Linked DNA regions of Anser cygnoides: region 1 is linked to region 2. The links are chromatin contacts, called in public Hi-C maps. All regions are on one chromosome and are shown on one strand. The core of a region is the stretch at or near the end of the contact, and the rest is flanking DNA. Distances in the headings are between cores, read along the strand shown.

Region 1 (4,533 bases), core at 312-2,811, 190 kb before region 2:
TAGGCAATTTTTGAAGTTTTTTTTTCTTTCCACATTTTAGAGAGATAGGAAAAGGAATTTCTTGAGATTAAAGCATCATGCCTTGTTTTTCAACGTAACGTCACAAGTATCTGATCGCTCACACACACTTAACGTCAAGATCGGTTCTCCAATATCTTACTCTGACTTACAACACAACTATTCCACTTGGAAAACTGCCAGTGCGTGCTGCAGATTACATAAAGCATTAAATCTTTCTGACAAAGGTTCTACGATTTTTAAAGTGTTTTTACAGTGCACGTCTATGACTACATTGCACTTACTCCCCAGCATAACCTTCTAATCACGCCTTCTACACTTTCTTGACCCACAGGCTTTGATTGTCTGCTGATTCACATTGAGGAATTGCATTTTTTTTTTTTTACTGCAGAATTCCCAGCAGAGCAAGCTGATGCAGTCCAGACACATATACTTTTAAATCCTATGTTAACCAAGTCTGCGTACATAGTTTAAAACCAGATGTGTTTAATATAGTGCAAATAAAGGACTGGTTTGCAAGTTTACAGGGGCTGACAAGGTCGGGCCGTTTAGGTTAGCATTTGCGCTGTTGCCAACTCTTGCAGTTTTGTTTGAATTCTTTCGATATTTAGTATTCATTATAAAACCCAGGCTGCTCGGACCAAAACTTTGTTTTATTTTTTAAAAAGTTTCTAAACCCTACGTACGCACCAAAAAATGACAATGAGGCCCAAGTACCTCCTCCTGAAAGCAAAATGCCCAGAAGATGAATCAAGTGGAACGAAGACGTTCCTTAAAATAAATAAATAAATAAATAAATCAGTTTAAAAAGCAGAGGTGCTTGGTTTCCTGAGGGCTTATTTCCGTTTCTTGATCTGAATGGCTGCAAACAGCTCGGCAGGCTTTCTCTTTCTCTCTCTCTCACTGTCCCATGAAATGAAGTCTGTAAATAATCAACTTCTAACCTACTTTTTTTTTTTTTTTTCTTCACGGGCTGGAGTTTCTTTCCGACATTAAGCCTTCTTCCTCGCTTTTCTGGCGGACCCAAGTGCTTTGAACCGAGGTGCCCCAGCCGACCACCTCCGGTTACCTTCGCAAACCCTTTCAGACTCGCGTGCAGACGGGGAGCGGCAGAGCCGGAGGTCTCCCAGGCAGATCGCTGCGGGACGCGGCCTGCCGCCTGCCTGCCTCCTGCCCGCCTCCTGCCCGCCTCGGAGCCCCCCGGCCCCGCAGTAACGAGGCCGGGACCCCCCCCCCCCCGGCTCCCCCGGCGAAGCGGCGAGCAGGCGGCGGGTACTGACCTGACGAGGTCTGTGACGCAGGATCCCACCACCACCACCGCGGCCGCCATGGGGCCGGGCCTGCCCCTTGCCCCCTGCGCCCAAGGCCGCAGCAGGCCGCGCCGCGCTTCCCCCGTCACCATGGCAACGCCCGGCCCCGCACGCCGGGGGCCTTCCGCCGGCAGGGCTGCCCCGCGCGAACGCCTGCTCGCGGCGGGAAAACCCCACCCCGGCAGCGCGGCGGCCGCTCGCCGGCGAGGCCCCCTCCGGCCCGGTTGGGGGGGGGGGGGGGTGGGGAGGCGCGGTGGTGGCGGCGGCGGCGCGCACGCCGGGCGGCGGGGCGGGCGCGGGGGCGCGCACGCCGGGCGCGGCCGTTGCTAAGGGGCCGTAGGTAATGGCGGGGCCGGGGCGGGGGGGGACGGGCGGCCCGCAGCGCCTCCAGCGGCCCCGGGGGAGCGGGGGGAGCCGGCCCCGGGCCCGCGTCGTGCCCCTCCGGGGGGTAAAAGCCCCCAGGGGGTGGAGGGGAGGCTCCCTGCGGGCTGAACGGGGGCGCCCCGGGCCCGCCGTGGCTGGAGGCCGGGCAGGCCGCAGGGCTTCACCCCGAGCGGGACGGGGCTGCGGGGCTGCGGCTGGCCCCGGTGCGGTTCCCGGTGCCGGGCTCCGGGAGGGAAGCAGCCTGGCGAGCTTTAATGTCCTGTGTCTTTCTAGGTTCGTTTGGTTTGTGCGCTCTTCCCAGTAGCGCTGGGGGGAAAAATGCTGTGCGTGGGGGCTGAGCTTTACAGGAGTTATGCTGCTTTGTTATGGTTTGTAAAGCCCGCTGTTTACAAAATAAACGCGTGAGTTGAACGCAGAGCGAGCCTGTCAGTACTGTGTGTTAACTGGCTCGTTACATGGGAGATATTACAGATCTGGAAAAACGGCGTAATAAAACCAGGAGCCATGCCTGGGAGTCACTGACATCTTGTTTTGATGATATCTGCAGATTTTATTAATGGGAAGATAAAGAATCTCATCCCGTAATTCATTTTGGAAGGTGCCTATTCATCTTCTGTCCCCACATGTTTCTCTTTGTGTTGTGGCCTTACCCTCATAACATTCACAGTTCCCTCAAAACGTGTCACATAAGCAGAACCACCTGTGAGACCTTTGCGCATAAAACGCTAGAAGGATAACTTAAATTTCAGCATGCTTCTCATGGCTTCCAAAACCTTCAGCAGTCCAGCTGTCCCCTCTGCCTGATGTTACTCTCCCTGCAGTAGAGCTGGTGGAATGAAATGTGCCCAGTTTTAGCCAGCCTTGCACAAAATCAGGCGTTTTAGTTTAAGCTCATTACCCATTCAAGCTAAGCTGTTGGACTTTGCGTTGAAACGGGTCAAGTCCGGGCTTGTGTTCTCAGCTTCTCTAGGTAAGGATAAAGGTGAGTAGGCAGTCGTTTAGGGCAGAGGAGTAACAGATGTGAAGTAGCGTCTTGAATTGCCATAGGTGTTTGCCAAGCAAACTTCAGTTGTTGCCCATTGTCAGGGTAAATCATGTATGTGAAGAGAGCTAGTTTTACATTAGTGTATGGATGTTCACTCTTCAGCTTCTTTAGCTGCCATAAAATGTAAAAAACAGTGTATTAAAGGTAATTGCTATTTTTAGGAAATTCTTGTTATTTTTGTTCTGAAATAGCGTGGCCTTTGCTTTATTCAGAATAGCTAGGATAAATCCTCTTTGTTGAGCGTTCATTCATACTACTTCAGTGTGAATGGCTTTCATAAGAACAAAAGGTGTAACTCAAATGTTTAATGTTCCTACCAGTTACAGGGAACGATCAGTTTGCAAAATATCCACTAGTTACCAACTAATGCTTGTAAACGGAAAGTTAGAAACAACAGAGAAGTACTGTGAATGCAGCACTCCATATGCAGTGTTACTTGTGGATGTAGATGAGTAATTAAGAGGTTGTCAAGTCATAGAATAGAATCAGGATAGTCTGGGGTGGAAGGGGCCTTAAAGGTCATCTAGTTCCAACCCCCTGCTATGGGCACGGGTGCCACCCACTAGTGGGTCATGTCTCTAATTTTGTAAGGAAGTAAATACAGTCTGGAGGGCTGTTTTTCAATTGAATGGGTTTAAAAAAAAATCCACTAATGGTCAGAGTCTAAGTATTGGGTCTTCTGCCCAACTTTTCACTGTCATTATGACATTACACTCATTTTTTCTGTGGTTGCATTTTTGTGAAACTGCGAAGTTCAGTTAATTTTCAGATGGAACTGAGTGCCCAAGAACACGATCAAATGTATTACATTTGTGTTTTGATAGGTTGCTTACCCTTTTCTTCTTCCACTTCACCTGCCACAGTCTGTTGTAGTCCACAGTGTCTAGCCTTTCTGCATGGGACTGGGTTAAATTACCAGCGTGCTCAGTGTCTGCATTTCATCTAAAAAGCAGCAGGTTCTTAGTGTGGTTAGTGGCCCAACTGATTTAGCATAAGGCCATGCAATTGCAAGCACCTCTGAAAAAGCTGTGCTTAAAATTTGTATGTATGAGGCTCTTGATGAGTTTTGTGCCTGAGGATGCCTTTCAGAGCGTGGTGATATCACTGAAAGAAAGGCAGTGCTAGCCTTTGAAGGAAACCTCAAATACTGTAAGTAGCAACCTAGCGGAGTACTGTAAAAGTAACGCTGATTATGGTTATACCCATTGTAGTTGTATTAGATGTTACAAATGAGAATATGGAGACACAACGAAGCCCTTGGTTCCATTGCAATCAGTAATTTTTTTCTCCCTTATTACTCCTATACAGCTCAAGAGGAAAGAGGAACGCCCTAAAATGTCACCTGAAGTTGCCTTGAACAGAATTTCTCCTGCTCTTTCACCCTTCATTTCCAGTGTGGTCAGAAATGGAAAAGTAGGCTTGGATGCTACTAATTGTTTACGTATTACAGACTTGAAATCTGGGTAAGTGTTTGAGTTTCCTATCTAAAAAGAACATCCAACCCCTAATAACAGTTCAGATGTCTTTTCAGGACTCATTTTTATTAGGTCAACAAGTATTTAAGCATTTCCAGTATATCTGGAAGTGACATACTATCTGGATTGGTTTTTTTTTCTCATTACCATTTTGTATTTTATGGAATTTAATTTGTCATATTGTTGGCAATAATAATCTTGTTAAGACACTTCCATCGCTGCCACTTGATAGTGCTGGTTTTCAGCAGCAAGATAGTTATAAACACTTTTTCCTTTTGTTTATCACTTGCTTACTCAATCT
Region 2 (4,533 bases), core at 1,427-3,926:
CGTCCTTCCCCTCCTGCACACGCTGGGGCTACGAGGGAGCACCCTCATCCCTAGGCTGGCGTCTCCCGAAGCTATTTTCTGCTTCCCCAGGCCAGCAAAATGCCTGGAGCCGTGTGTCGCGGCCGCTCTTACTAATCCCTCGGTCCCAATCCACTTCTTGCACCTGCTCCTCCGTGGGCTGGGAGGACCTTTGCTCTGGAGCACTCCGAGAGGGCTGAGGCTGCTTCTGCTTTGAAGCGGCGCTTGGCTTTGCCCGGGGTCACCTCGAGGAGTGCCCACGCTGCCTGAGGGACGGGGGGACGGGGTCCTTCCAGGCCACCCCAGGCCATAAAGGGCCACCAGGACACAGCAGGACCGCCGGCCGCGTGGCTGGGACATTGCTGCTCAGCGAGAGGTGCGTGCCCGGCTGCGTCCGGAGCCGCTTTGGAGCAGAAAGCCTCCGCTCTCGCTGGAGTACTTAATAAATAACTGTAATTAAGTGTGAGGTGGTAGCTGGAGAGCTCGTTCCCAGAAGTTAACATCAAAACACTTGCTCTTAGCACTTGGGCAGACGGCACGAAAGCAAACTTCTCGTGCGGACGAAAGCGCAGTTGTCAGGAAGCGCCGAAGAGCCCTGGAAACACGTACGCTGGCCCTCCAGGAGGAGGAAGGTCTTGGGAAGTATCACGGCCGCTTACGTAATTACAGCGCTTTTAACGAAGGCCAGGCTGGGGGGAGACGCGAGCTTCCCTTCCAGCCTCACGTCTGCTCCTGCCCCTCGGGCAGGCGGCGGGGGGTGGCCGACGGTGACCCCCTAACGCCGGGCTCGGGGGCGCCCTTATCCCCTGCTCCTGGAAAAACACCGCGGAGAGCGTTCCCAGGTCCGGGTTTCAGCCTCCTAATTGCTGCTGAAATCCAAGGAGCCAAAGCCTCGTTTGCCTCGCAACCATCCTCGCCTGCCCTGGCACCTGGGCTGGTCTCGATTCGTCTACGGCTCAGGCAAGAACGGACGGGGCCGGCGTGCGTGTTGCCTCTTGCTCCGGGAGCAGGGCGCGCGTTGCGCAACGCGGCTGGGGCTGCGCGGGGTTGGACACGCGCGTGTCGGGGCGCCGGGAGCCCCGGGGCAGGCGTTACGGGGGAGAGGCGAGGGAGAGGGGGCTCCGCGGGCTGCGTGTTGCGGGGCACTCGGTCCTGTGCTCCTGGCCTGGAGGGCTCACCTTCCCAGCCCTCGTCCTTAAATGCCCCCAAATGCCCCTAAATGTCCCCAAATGTCCGAAATGCCCCAAGTGCCTCCAAATGTCCCAAATACCCCCAAATGTCCCAAATGCCCCCAAATGCACCCAAATGCCCTCAAATGGCCCCAAAGGGCCCTAAATGGCCCCAAATGGCCCTAGATGTCCCCAAATGTACCAAATGCCCCCAGATGTCCCCAAATGTCTCAGATGCCCCCAAATGGCCCCAAATGTCCCAAATGGCTCCAAATGCCCCCAAATCTCCCAAACACCCCAAGTGCCTCCAAATGTCCCAAATGCCCCTAAATGTCCCCAAAGTCTCCCAAAGTCCCCCAAACGCCCCCAAACGTCCCAAATGTCCCAAATACCCCCAAATGCCCCGAAATGTCCCCAAGTGGCCCCAAATGTCCTGAAATAGCCCCAAATGTCCCCAATTGTCCAAAATGCCCCCAAAGTGCCTCACATGTCCCCAAATATTCCAAATGCCCCACGAATGTCCCCAAATGTCCCAGATGCCCCCAAATGTCCCAAATGTCCCCAAGTGGCTCCAAATGTCCCAAATGTCCTGAAATACCCCCAAATGTCCCAAATGCCCCCAAATGGCCCCAAATGGCCCCCAATGCTCCCAAACGTCCCCAAATGTCCCCAAATGTCCCAAATGCCGCCAAATGGCCCCAAATGTCCCAAACACCCCAAGTGCCTCCAAACGTCCCCAATGCCCCAAACACCCCCAAATGCCCTCAAATGCCCCACATGTCCCAAACACCCCAAATGCCTCCAAATGCCCCCAATGTCCCCAAATGTCCCCAAATGTCCCCAGATGCCCCCACGCCTGGCAGTGCCAGGCGGCCGTGCCCCGCCCCCCTAGGCACGGCGTGGGAGCAGCAGGCTCCGCGTGGGGCGGGCCGTTTCGGCAGCACTCGGGTTTCGGGGTCCCAGGACCCCCCCGGGACAACCCCCGCCAGCCCCCGACCCCCGCCCCCCCCCTCCCGCTCCCGGCGGCGGCCCCCCCCCCCCCCCCCGCGGGCGCTGCCCCTTTAAATCCGGGCGGCGCGGAGCAGGGAATCCCTCTCGCAGCGCGTCACCCGCGGCACGGAACCCCGCGCTGGCGTAGCGCGACGCAAATGCCCATTTTTGGCAACGTGCGACAGCGGCGCGTACCAAGCGGCGCGGGCAGCGCGGGGGGGGGCGGGGGGCGCGAAACCCCTCCTCAAGCCGCCGCCGCCGCCACCCCGCGGCACCGCGGGGGGGGGGGGGCGGGAGCGGGTCGCCCGGGTGCGGGCGCCGCGGCGGGGCGCGGGGCCGGGGCGGGGCGCGGGGCTGGGGGCCGCCCCCCCCCCCCCCCGGGCAGCGGGGCGCGGTGGGAGGCTCCGCGCGGGCGGGGCGGGGCGGCAGCGCCGCGGGTTTGACGTGCGCGGTGCACATGGTGCGGCGGCGGCGGCGGCGGCGCGGCGGGGCCGGATAATAGGGGCCGGAGCGGGCAGCGGGGCCGTGCCGCCGCCCCGCAGCGCGGCGCAGAGCGGCGCAGCGCGGCCGGGCCGCGGTTATAAAGGGGCGGCCGGGGGCGGGCAGCTCGCTCCGCCCGCTCCGCCCGGGGCCGCGCCGCGCCGCCGGAGGGGCGGCAGTGGCCGGGCGGCGCGCAGGGAGCGGGACATAGGGGGCACGGCTCGGCTCGGCTCGGCTCGGCTCGGCACGGACAGCACCGCTCCGGCAGCACCGGCACGGCCCAGCCCGGCGGCGCGCCCCGCTCGGCGCTCCCCTGCCGCCGCAGCCTCCCCGCGCCGCTCCGGGGAGTCGCTCCGCCGATCGCTTGATTTTGGGGCTTTGCCTGTTTTCTCCTTCTTTCCCTCGTTTATTCCCCCTTTTTCTTTTCATTTTTTATCTTCTTTCGTTTTTCTATTTTTTCTCTCCCTTTTACCTTTTTTTTTTCCTTTTTTCCTCTTTCCTTTTTTTTCCCTTTTATCTCTTTTTTCTCTTATTTTTTATTCTTTTTATTTCTCTTTTCCTTTTTTATTTTCCTCCTTCTTTCTCTTTTTTTTCCTTTTCCTTCCCCCCTTTCCTTCTTCTCTCTTTTCCGCCTTTTTTCCCCCTTTTCCCCCTTTTTCCTTTTTTTTTTCCCTTCCCCCCTTTTTCCCCTTTTTTTTCCTCTCCCGCCCCAAGAAAGCCTTTTCCAGCCCCGTTCCCCGTAAGGGGCACACACACACACACACACTCGCACCCAGCCACACCAAACCCCTCGGCGGCCGCGGCCAGGGGGCGGGGAGACGGCGGAGGGAGCGGCGGCTGGCGGTGCGGGAAGGCGGGGACGCGGCTCCCCCCGGCCCGACCTCGGACCATGTACCAGGACTACCCCGGCAACTTCGACACCTCCTCCAGAGGCAGCAGCGGCTCCCCGGGACACCCCGAGACCTACTCCGGCGGCGCAGCCCAGCAGGTAGGGCCGGGGCTGGGGGTCGGGGGGGGGTCCCCGACGGGAGGCGCGGGGCCGGCTCTCGCCCTCGCCGCCCCAAATTTCGGCCGGGAGCTGCGCTGTGCCCCAGCCGGAGCGGGGCTGCCAGGCGCGGCTCCGCTCTGCTTTGCCTCCCCCCCCCCTCTCCTTTCCCACCCGCTTTTTCGGGTGTTGCGCCGAAAACGCCCCAAAAGCGGCTCGCGCGCCTCAAGCCGGCACCTCCGTGGCAGGCGTTACACAAGCGGGCCGGTTATACAAACGCAGCCCATTTCATAACTTGTTTACACCAGCCGCCCTATCCCCACTCCGGGGCTTTTTTCGGGGAGTTGCGCTCCCCCCGCCCCGTTTCTCCCGATGGTGTTAGGCGGTGTGCGAGCAGCGCTGCCAGTCCCCGTCTCCGCATCCGCAAGTCATAGGATCGTTTAAAAAAAAAAAAAAAAAGGAGGAAAAAAAAAAAAAAAAAAGTCCGGTACTAAAGTTTGCCAACCGTACCAGCCCGTGACATTCCTCGCGTGAAAGAAGTTTTACCAGAAATGACTCGCCGCGGTTCCCAGCCGCCTCCCAGCGCATCTCGTGGGTGCCCTCTGCGGGCTGCGCCGAGGATGGAGGCTTCCAGGGAGAGCAGCTGGCGGCAGGAGCCCTCAGCGCTTCCCTGCCGGCTCCGGGACGAGCTGGGCGAGCGGGGGGAAGCCGAAAAAGCTGGAAGCCCTTGGCTCGCCCTCCCCTCCGCCCGCTCAGCCCGGGCACCGGAGGCCGGCACCCTCTCCAGGAGGCTGGGAGAGGCTGTGGGCAGCCAGCCCCGAGCTGGCCGAAGGGGCTGATGGCTGTTTGCTGGGTTTTTTAACTTATTTTTTTTTTCTTTTCCCTCTTATT

What was found. A called contact is a pair of places that touch in the nucleus more often than the background predicts.
Region 1: a Hi-C map of liver shows a contact between it and region 2, with 7 times the contacts expected there. The contact joins the promoter of BABAM2 here to the promoter of FOSL2 in region 2. A contact is called at or near these places in 3 of 7 Hi-C or Micro-C datasets (granulosa cells and liver).

What each region holds. Positions count from the first base shown.
Region 1 is chr3:30,919,536-30,924,068 of Taihu_goose_T2T_genome, reverse strand. It overlaps BABAM2 (BRISC and BRCA1 A complex member 2), which reads left to right and starts at 1,561. Exons shown (of 15, transcript XM_066993820.1): 1 at 1,561-1,668; 2 at 4,066-4,220. The coding sequence starts at 4,093. It overlaps RBKS (ribokinase), which reads right to left and starts at 1,558. Exons shown (of 8, transcript XM_048079470.2): 1 at 1,299-1,558. The coding sequence starts at 1,420.
Region 2 is chr3:30,729,286-30,733,818 of Taihu_goose_T2T_genome, reverse strand. It overlaps FOSL2 (FOS like 2, AP-1 transcription factor subunit), which reads left to right and starts at 2,676. Exons shown (of 4, transcript XM_048079461.2): 1 at 2,676-3,645. The coding sequence starts at 3,547.